Linked DNA regions of Mus musculus: region 1 is linked to region 2. A link is a contact called in public HiChIP or PLAC-seq data. All regions are on one chromosome and are shown on one strand. The core of a region is the stretch at or near the end of the contact, and the rest is flanking DNA. Distances in the headings are between cores, read along the strand shown.

What was found. HiChIP or PLAC-seq counts read pairs in DNA pulled down with a chosen protein or histone mark.
Region 1: an H3K27ac HiChIP or PLAC-seq map of embryonic stem cells shows a contact between it and region 2, with 5 times the contacts expected there. The contact joins two enhancer-like sites. A contact is called at or near these places in 1 of 115 datasets of contacts at active chromatin or transcription factors (embryonic stem cells) and 1 of 9 other capture datasets (embryonic stem cells).

The regions. Positions count from the first base shown.
Region 1 is chr14:12,111,277-12,115,633 of GRCm38.p6, reverse strand. The region is part of intron 7 of Ptprg (protein tyrosine phosphatase, receptor type, G); the gene reads right to left. Among named protein-coding and RNA genes, the nearest start is that of 3830406C13Rik, 170 kb to the left of the region's middle. Within about 2 kb of position 1,898, at least 27 of the 459 cell types and tissues checked have an H3K27ac peak or open chromatin away from gene starts, as enhancers often do. A contact at or near this core is called in embryonic stem cells, where this site is marked.
Region 2 is chr14:11,038,349-11,042,641 of GRCm38.p6, reverse strand. It overlaps a transcript of Fhit not described here. Among named protein-coding and RNA genes, the nearest start is that of Mir5124b, 240 kb to the left of the region's middle. Within about 2 kb of position 2,536, at least 11 of the 459 cell types and tissues checked have an H3K27ac peak or open chromatin away from gene starts, as enhancers often do. A contact at or near this core is called in embryonic stem cells, where this site is marked.

The DNA of each region.
Region 1 (4,357 bases), core at 649-3,148, 1.1 Mb before region 2:
CATTTCACCTCGATTATCATTTTATCTTCATCATTTTATGATGTGGAAACAGAGGACAAAGTAGAGAAAGTTATCTGAGAAATGGGGCAGGAAGAGAACTCTCAGTTTAGAGGCAGTGTGCCTCTAAAGCCCAGCTTTAACTGCAAAGTCATGCTTAGTTACTGTGACAGACAGACAGACAGACGTCGTTAGTTATGTGACAGACTTGCCAAAGAAGGGCAATGCAGATAAACCTTCCCTTTCCAACCTGTCTCACTGATTAAAATAATAATAATAATAATAATAATAATAATAATAAAACCAAATGTTCAAAGCAGACTAATTAAGACATTTAGATTTATTGCATAAATCGGTATATTGCTGCATAGTGGAGAGCATACACCCAAAAATTATACTCATGGTAAAGGGCTGGAGGGATGGCTCAGTGGTTAAGAGCACTCATCACCCTTACAGAGGTCCTGAGTTCAATTCCGAGCACACCCAGTGTCTCATTCTAGTCTGTAACTCCAGTTCGAGGAGATTCATTGCCATCTTCTGGTTTTCCCAGGTACTAGGAATCCTGTTCGTCTAGTACAGAGACATATGTGTAGGCAAAATACCCACACATATAAAATTTAACTATTAAGACAAGATCATGCTGGAGAAAAACCATAGGTAATGCCGCATTTTAATGGATAGGAGGATCCACTCCAGTGGTGACAATGGGCAAAGAAGCAGCGTTTGTAAAATTCTCCTGCAGGATGAACTGAATCCACATTAGAATAATGCCTTCTGGACTCAGCTCCAGAGAAAGTGCTGAACAAGATATACATATGTATGGACGCTTAAGGAAAGACTGCAGACACCTGACTCCAGGCACTACTTCCATTCCTTGGTACTGCCAGACCCAGGCTGCAATTCTGTATGGATGATAAGGAGATGGCAGCATTTTATTTCCCATTTTCTCTCCTCTTATCCCCTGATGTGTGTGTGTGTGTGTGTGTGTGTGTGTGTGTGCGTGTGTGCATACCCACTCACTGGGGAATCTGAGGCTGATGTCAGGCATTGATCATTCTCTATCTCTTTGCATCATACTCACCAGGACAATCTCCCTCAGTCAAACCCCAAGTATAGCTAGTTTTGAGGACCAGCTTGCCTGAGGACGGCCTGTTCCAGCCTTACATGGTTGCTAATTACAAGCGGGCCACTGCACTCACTCAGTATTTTTGTTTCCAGAGATGCAAACTTTGATTCTCATGCTTGTGCAGCGAGTGTTTTTACTGTTGAATCACATTTCTTCCCAGGCCCATGGCTTTGCCTAGTATTTACGATGGATGTCGACTGGAGTCTCATAACCTATACTGACTACTGGTCAGCCCAGGTGTCTAGACTCCACCCAAACTGAACACATTTGAATCTACATTATCATACAAGAGAGAGGCCAAGGTCACTGGCTAAGAGCTGGTTAGAATGCCAGTGTAGGTTCACAGGGAAGAGTAAAAGAGGCAAGTTAAGAACCTGCTTGTGTGCCCTGAAAGCCTTTAAGGAAATCCATCTCCCCAGCTCCGACGACTGGGTTGATCGGCACAACTTACAGAGACCTCACTTGCTCACTGCTTGCCCTTACTGATGAGAGAAAAGATAAGAGAGGGAGGCTTCTGAGAAACAGCGGACCAGGACCTGAAATACTGGGCTGTTTTTTTTCTGACAGAGGCAGTTGTGGAATTCCTAACCACTCAGCTTTTCCAAATTGGCCCTTGTGCCCCTGAAATCAGTGCTCTCTGCTAGCTTCAGAAAGAACACTGGAATCTGAAGTTTTGAAGCATTAATACATAGATGGACACTTTTCTCCTGGGGTGTGGTGTCTGTGTGTGGCGGGGTGTGTGTGTGATGCAACTGCGGCCTCTGTACGATGGCTAGCAAGGAGCCAGTGAAGCCACAGAAACAGGAACCTGTCCCTTCCCTGGGAATAAACAGCAATGTAGGGTGCAGGGTCTGATAAAAGTGCAGCCCTCTGCAGGCAGCTTGTAATGAATTAGAAAGCAAGTCGGGGTTCTTTTTCTCTGTTTGGTCCCTTCCAGGGAAGGCAAACACCTGCATTCTTCTCCTTGTGTCCTTGCTCTAGAGCGCTGACAAGCACAAAGGCATGACAAAGCACTTTCTAAAAGCTCCAGTTTCCAAATGTCAAAATGCTTGGAATCCACAAACACTTCTGCAGACATCCACTCCTCGAAAGTGTGTGTTTTATTGGAGTCTATTAGATAGCTGTAGCTGCCAAAACAACACAGTATGTTGATGGCCTTCAAATCCCTGAGCTCGCCAACGTCCACCCCTCACTACAAGAAGAAGAAGAAAAAAAAAAGTGGGCAAATCTTAATTTCAATAGCTCAAGCATTTAAATATTTGAAGACAGAAGCATTTATCTTAAGTAAAAAAAAAGAACCCTTTTGAAAATCAACTACACTTTTTCCTCAACCCTACAGAAATAAATATTTGGACTAATTTCTTTAAAAACAAAACAATGTTGGCTTCGCCATTAGGAAGAAAATTCGTCTCTATTTCATTTTCTCCTCACAGCTGGCAGATCCTGTTCAGGAACCAAATTGCTAGCCCTACCTTTTCTGTCAGAGTGTGAATTAAAAAGAAAAACATGCTCAAAGGAAAATGACTGCTCTCAGCAGAAAAATTCAGAATAGCCTGGCACCATGCCACCTAGCTTTGCCCAGAGGATAAAGGGCTGCCCTGCCTGGTCTCCTTCTACAGTTCCTGCTCCATGTAACCCGAGAAAGGTCAACACTGGATGTCTTTGGGCACTACTCAGCATCTCCTCTGATTTGTTTAAGGATGGGCATGTGACACAAGGCCAGACTTTGGTTGGCTGAGTTCTCAGAAACATCTTCAGGAATCCTTTCTTGATAGAAGAACTGGCTTTAGCCAGCTATTGACAGCTCTTGACCTCAAGGGTCAACTAGGACTAGTGCGATCATAGTGGACCATGGAACCAGACCAAACAAGCAGGGAGCTGAGCTCTGCCAGAGTACAAGGTCAGTTCCAAAGCCATGTAAGAAGCTTTCTGATTGGAGAGACCTCTGGATGCAAGACAGATGAAACACCAGGCTTCACTGTCTAGTTAGAAGTCAGTCCAGTGCAGGAAGGCTCACACAGCCTCACCTTGAAACACCCTGACTATTGCTTCTCCAGGTACACTGTCTGCTTGGATGTACTGAAGTGGTCATCTCTGTTTGCTGTAGCCACGACAATGTCCAAGCAGAGCATCATCTGACTGACTACTCCCTATTCTCTACCCTCTGCCTTGCTTAGGAGAATCTCTGGACCATCCCCCAAGATCAAAGCTTTATTACCTATGTTCTTAGTTAAGTACTGGTATTGTTACTCTATTCTAGAACTCCCCCCCCCCCACTGTTTCCTAAAGCTGTAAGTTTGGCTGGGTAGGGAAGGGGCCATATAAACAGAAGAGCCTTACAGGAATCCCTCACTTCAGATAGTGCTGGTTAGTGGCTCCTTCCTAGTATCTTTCTATCTTATCCATTGCTCTTGGCCCTACACATAAGGCCTCTTACTATTTTTTCCCAGTGCAAGCCGAGGTCTTTTTTAAGATTACATTTACTTGTTTACTCTGAAGGGCTGTGCATGTGGAGGCAGTGGCCAGTGTGTGGGAGTTGCTTCTCTCCTTTCATCACATGGACCCTGGGGACTGAACTCATGTCATTAGGTGTAGCTGCAATCGGCTTTCCCACTAACTCCTTTACAGTCTGTAGGCTGAACTCTTGATAAAGAACGTGTACTTTCCAAAACGTGCTCCTTTATTCTGTCACTGCTCAGGGGGCAGCTGAAGGGCCCTCAGGCCACAAGTGGCTGACTCCTCAGCCAGGGTACCAATACCACTCCAGTTTTACCAGTTTCTTCCTGTGATTAACTGCTTGGCCTGAATCCTACCTTTCAAGGAGGCCATCTCAGACCCAAGTCAGAAGAAAGGAGGGCAGCAGTGGGTTAGAAACACTTGGTTTGTGATCTTATATGAAAACTGCGGGTCCCCGTACAGCACCCAATGCCTCCGTCCATACCCTGATGCCCTGTGTGGGCCATGCTAGGGCACCATCTATCTCTTAATGCTTTTGCATCACTGATCCAGTTGATACATGTAAGGAGCCTGTTCCGAAACAGCTTGATTGCCTTAGATATTCAGTGCCCAGGAAAGCTCACATGTACCATGTCCCAGCTGGTGGCACTACTGAGAAATGGGAGACAGGATCAAGTGGATGCCAATTTCTCTAAGGCTTGCCCCAGGGAGGTCACAAGTAATACTGCTTTGATATCCTGTCCCCACTTGTTCTTGCTGCCTGCTGCTCCCAGCTCA
Region 2 (4,293 bases), core at 1,287-3,786:
CCGAATGGCAGAGAAGCACCTGAAAAAATGTTCAACATCCTTAATCATCAGGGAAATGCAAATCAAAACAACACTGAGATTCCACTTCACTCCAGTCAGAATGGCTAAGATCAAAAACTCAGGTGACAGCAGATGCTGGCGAGGATGTGGAGAAAGGGAAACACTCCTCCATTGTTGGTGGGATTGCAAGCTTGTACAACCACTCTGGAAATCAGTCTGGAGGTTCCTCAGAAAGTTGGACATAGTACTACCGGAGGATCCCGCAATACCTCTCCTGGGCATATATCCAGAAGATGCCCCAACCGGTAAGAAGGACACATGCTCCACTATGTTCATAGCAGCCTTGTTTATAGTAGCCAGAAGCTGGAAAGAACCCAGATGCCCCTCAAAAGAGGAATGGATACACAAAATGTGGTACATTTACACAATGGAATACTACTCAGCTATTAAAAAATGAATTTATGAAATTCCTAGGCAAATGGATGGACCTGGAGGGTATCATCCTGAGTGAAGTAACCCAATCACAAAGGAACTCGCACAATATGTACTCACTGATAAGTGGATATTAGCCCAGAAACTTAGGAAACCGAAGATATAAGATACAACTTGCCAAACGCATGAAATTCAAGAAGAACGAAGACCAAAGTGTGGACACTCTACCCTTTCTTATAAATGGGAACAAAACCGAGCGCTTTTTACAATCATCAGACCACAGCCTTTTAGATCACCTGCTATGTGTTGGGCAAAGCTGAAAATATAAAGAGATATTTTTTAAAATTAATTTTAAAATGTATTCATTTATTTGTATGTGTATTGGTATTTTAGGTATGTGTCAGTCTGCATACCATGTACATTCAGTAAGTGCAGAAACCAGAAGAGCGTATCAGATTCCCTGGACTGTGAGCTGCTGTGTGCTGGTAACAAAGCCCAGTCTTCTCAAAGAGCAGCCTGCGCTCACAGTCACCCCATCCCCACCCCCCTTTAGCTCCTAAAGAGGTCTTCTTTAAAAAATCTCACTGAACACTTAGGGTCTTCATTTACAAATAACCAATCCCTTGTTTATTGTGATTATTCCAAAAACGATTTTATGTGTATATTAATTGATTATTTTGGTGTATGTATTCCTATATTTTTGTGCCTGTTCATGTCTGTAGGTATGGGTGCATCATACCTCAGCACATGTGTGGAGGTCAGAAGACAAGTTTTGGGGTTGGTCTTTGCCTTTCAGCCTCTTTGAGTTATGCTCTCTTAGCTGTTGTACTAGTGTAGCTAGCTGTGGACTTGTAGACATTCTCCTGTCTTCACCTCCATCCCCCTTAAGACGCACTGCTGCCACTGTAGCTGGCTTTTAAGTGGGTTTCAGGGATACAACTTGAAGTCATCAGGCTTGAGCAGTGAGAATTTTTACCCTTCATGGTGATTTTATTTATTTATTTATTTATTTATACCCTTCATGGTATTTTATTTATTAACTTTTTCATAGTATTTATTTACTTATTTACTTATCTATCTATTTATTGCCATGTAGAAGGTTGAGGTACTTATTTTAGCTTCTATGTCAACTTTTTCTGAGGCAGTTATATTGGATCATATCTCAGTTAAGTAGAAAAACAAAATATCCTGCTTGATGTCAGGCAGGGTCTTGACTGACATGGCACACTGTTTCCCATGTGATTTGAGGCTATGTCTCCAATGTCTGTCATTACACCACTGTAGAGGGCTGTGTTTGGACTGCCTGCTTCTGTCTTGCTGGCCTCAGTTAGTTGTCTACGCACAAGCCAAGGCCCCTCATTTACCCCTGAGAAGGAACCCCAGTAGAGACTCCATCAGGGCTCCATGTCACCCCCACTGCCACCCAGTCCAGGGCTCTGCCTTCACCTACTCTGTGTTGGCTAGTTGCTTCCAGGCCTACCGCTGCTATCTGTCCCCTTTTCATGCTTTTCCCTTTGTTTCTCTTAGTTCAGAAACCTTGTTCCCAGGAACTTGGAGGAGAGTTTTTTCCTTCAAGGTCCTCAGATCTTTTACCAGAGAGCCAGCTGATGCACCATGTGAGTTCGCTGAGCTTGCTCCCTCCTGTCTCCCCACACCTCACCCATTCCCTGACTCTGCTGCTTGCCACAGCACCCATCATCCTCTCACATGCTGAATATTTCGCTAGTTAATTTTATTTTATTGTGTATCTTCCTCAATTAAAGAGAAGTCACAGAAGATGTGAAGATAAGCCTTTGTTTTTGTTTTCTGTCTTGATCACTGCTGGCTCCCACTGCTTACAATAGTGTTTGGCTGAAGTCAATGTCTGATAAATATTTGACCAAAGATGAAGTGAAGATGTAGCTGTGAGACTCATGTATACCATAAATGCCACATTCAACTCTTGCAACAATATGGATTTTAATGATTTACTCATTCAATAACTACTTCTTGAGTGCTTGCTCTACGGCAAATTATGAGCTGTGCCCTCAAGTATAGTGGTCCACCTGGAGTTTACTGTTTAGACAGAGAGACTACCGCCATTGCTACACCCACTCGAGTGAAGTCTGCTTAACAGACCGAAAGCCTGAAAGCAGTCCCGAGGCAAAGAGTTTCAAGGAAACTATGCCTCCTGGAACCTTGGCATTCCAATAGCCCGTATACTCAAACTCTGTCCCTGCATTAGTCTGGTGTATGGATCCATGTGCTCTCTTTCAGTATTGTTTTGTTATAAGTGCCTTTAAGGATTGATTTTTGACATATAGCTAAGCCTCCACCAGTGTTCCAATGGTTCCTAGAAAATCCTTGAAGCCGACCTGGAGCTTGGAATTTAGTAAGAATGCTACCTATTCAGTAACATTCAAATTTACTTCTAGTAGAGACAATGAAACTAATTAGGCATTACAAAGAACAGAGCTAGAAAAGCTCAAGGCTAGTCTGCAAAGTAATCACTTAGGACAATTAACCGAGTCACCCCCAAACAAAGGAATACATAATGGCCTAGGAAACAGGTGGATTGTGGAAAGGGCTAGTGGAAGGGAATTCCTCTGGTGCAGGTTTCTTCACTAGGCCCAGAGGAATAGCATAATGTGGTATTTACTAAAGAACCCCTGGTGGTGGGTTTAACAATAGACTAGCATTGCATCAGAGCATTCACCTGGCTCCTGTGTTTATCTGATCTTTTAAATTAAGGGTTGTTTCTATTCTTAGTGATAAATGTGGCCTGGCTCCTGCCATCTTTTTATGTATGCATTCTTTTTGCTTTGTGTCAATGTAACTTAGTGGATATGTTGGTCTGGTTTTCTTGTTTTTCTTCTGTATTAAAAGTCTGGAGTTCATTTGGACAAAATACATTCAGATTCAGCTCTCTCTCTCTCTCTCTGTCTCTCTCTCTCTCTCTCTCTCTCTCTCTCTTGTCCGCATCTGTCTATCAATTCTCACTGACCCTTGCTTGCCTGCAACCAGAAACTCTTTCTCTGCAGATAAGAGACCCAACAGAGGTTAGACTGTGGTACACCATGAAACATAAATAAGTGTATAATGATCCAGGGCTTCCCTCATGGCCTGTGAGCTGAGACAACAGGGAACCTGCCTCAGAGGAATTGTTATGAGTGGGACCAGGAATAAAGGTGAAGGCAGCCAGCACACTACTGCTTCTATAGAGCCAAAGGCTCTGCATATAACTTTGAAGAGCCTGTGGTTTTCACACTTATATTAGGATCACCTCCAGAAACATGAGAACAGGTCCTTTCACTCCATCTGTAGAATCTCTGCTTCGCTAGGCTTGGCATAGGCCCTAACATCCGTGTGTCTGTGCTACTGATGCTGATGTTGCTGGCCCAGTGGTCACAGTTTGGGAATCAATGGGATACTGTGTGAGTGGCATCACTTTGAATAACAGAGAGGGCTTGTTCTGGGGCATGGGACCCAGAAGGGCTTTGGTCTCAGGAAAGAAGGCCATCTTCAAATGTGAAGGGAAGCTCGGGTAGGCATGGGAGCTGGAGAGAATGTCTTATCCACCCCACAGACACATCCAAAGATGAAAGCTCAATCCGTTCATTACTGTTATTTTCCCTGCAAGAAACCACAGCTGTTTGGCCTGCGATGCTAAAAGTTTTGTTCTGGAGTCACGTAGAACTGGGTTTAATCTCTCATTCTGCCACTTTGGAATTTGAACAGCTACATAGCTCCAGTAATCTAAGAATAGGGAAACATTTCTTTAGATGGAAGCCTATTCTACAGAAATGGTACTTTTCTCTCTCTGTATACATGATGGAGGGAGTGAATGTCTGCATGTATATGTACATGTTGGTATGAGTGTGT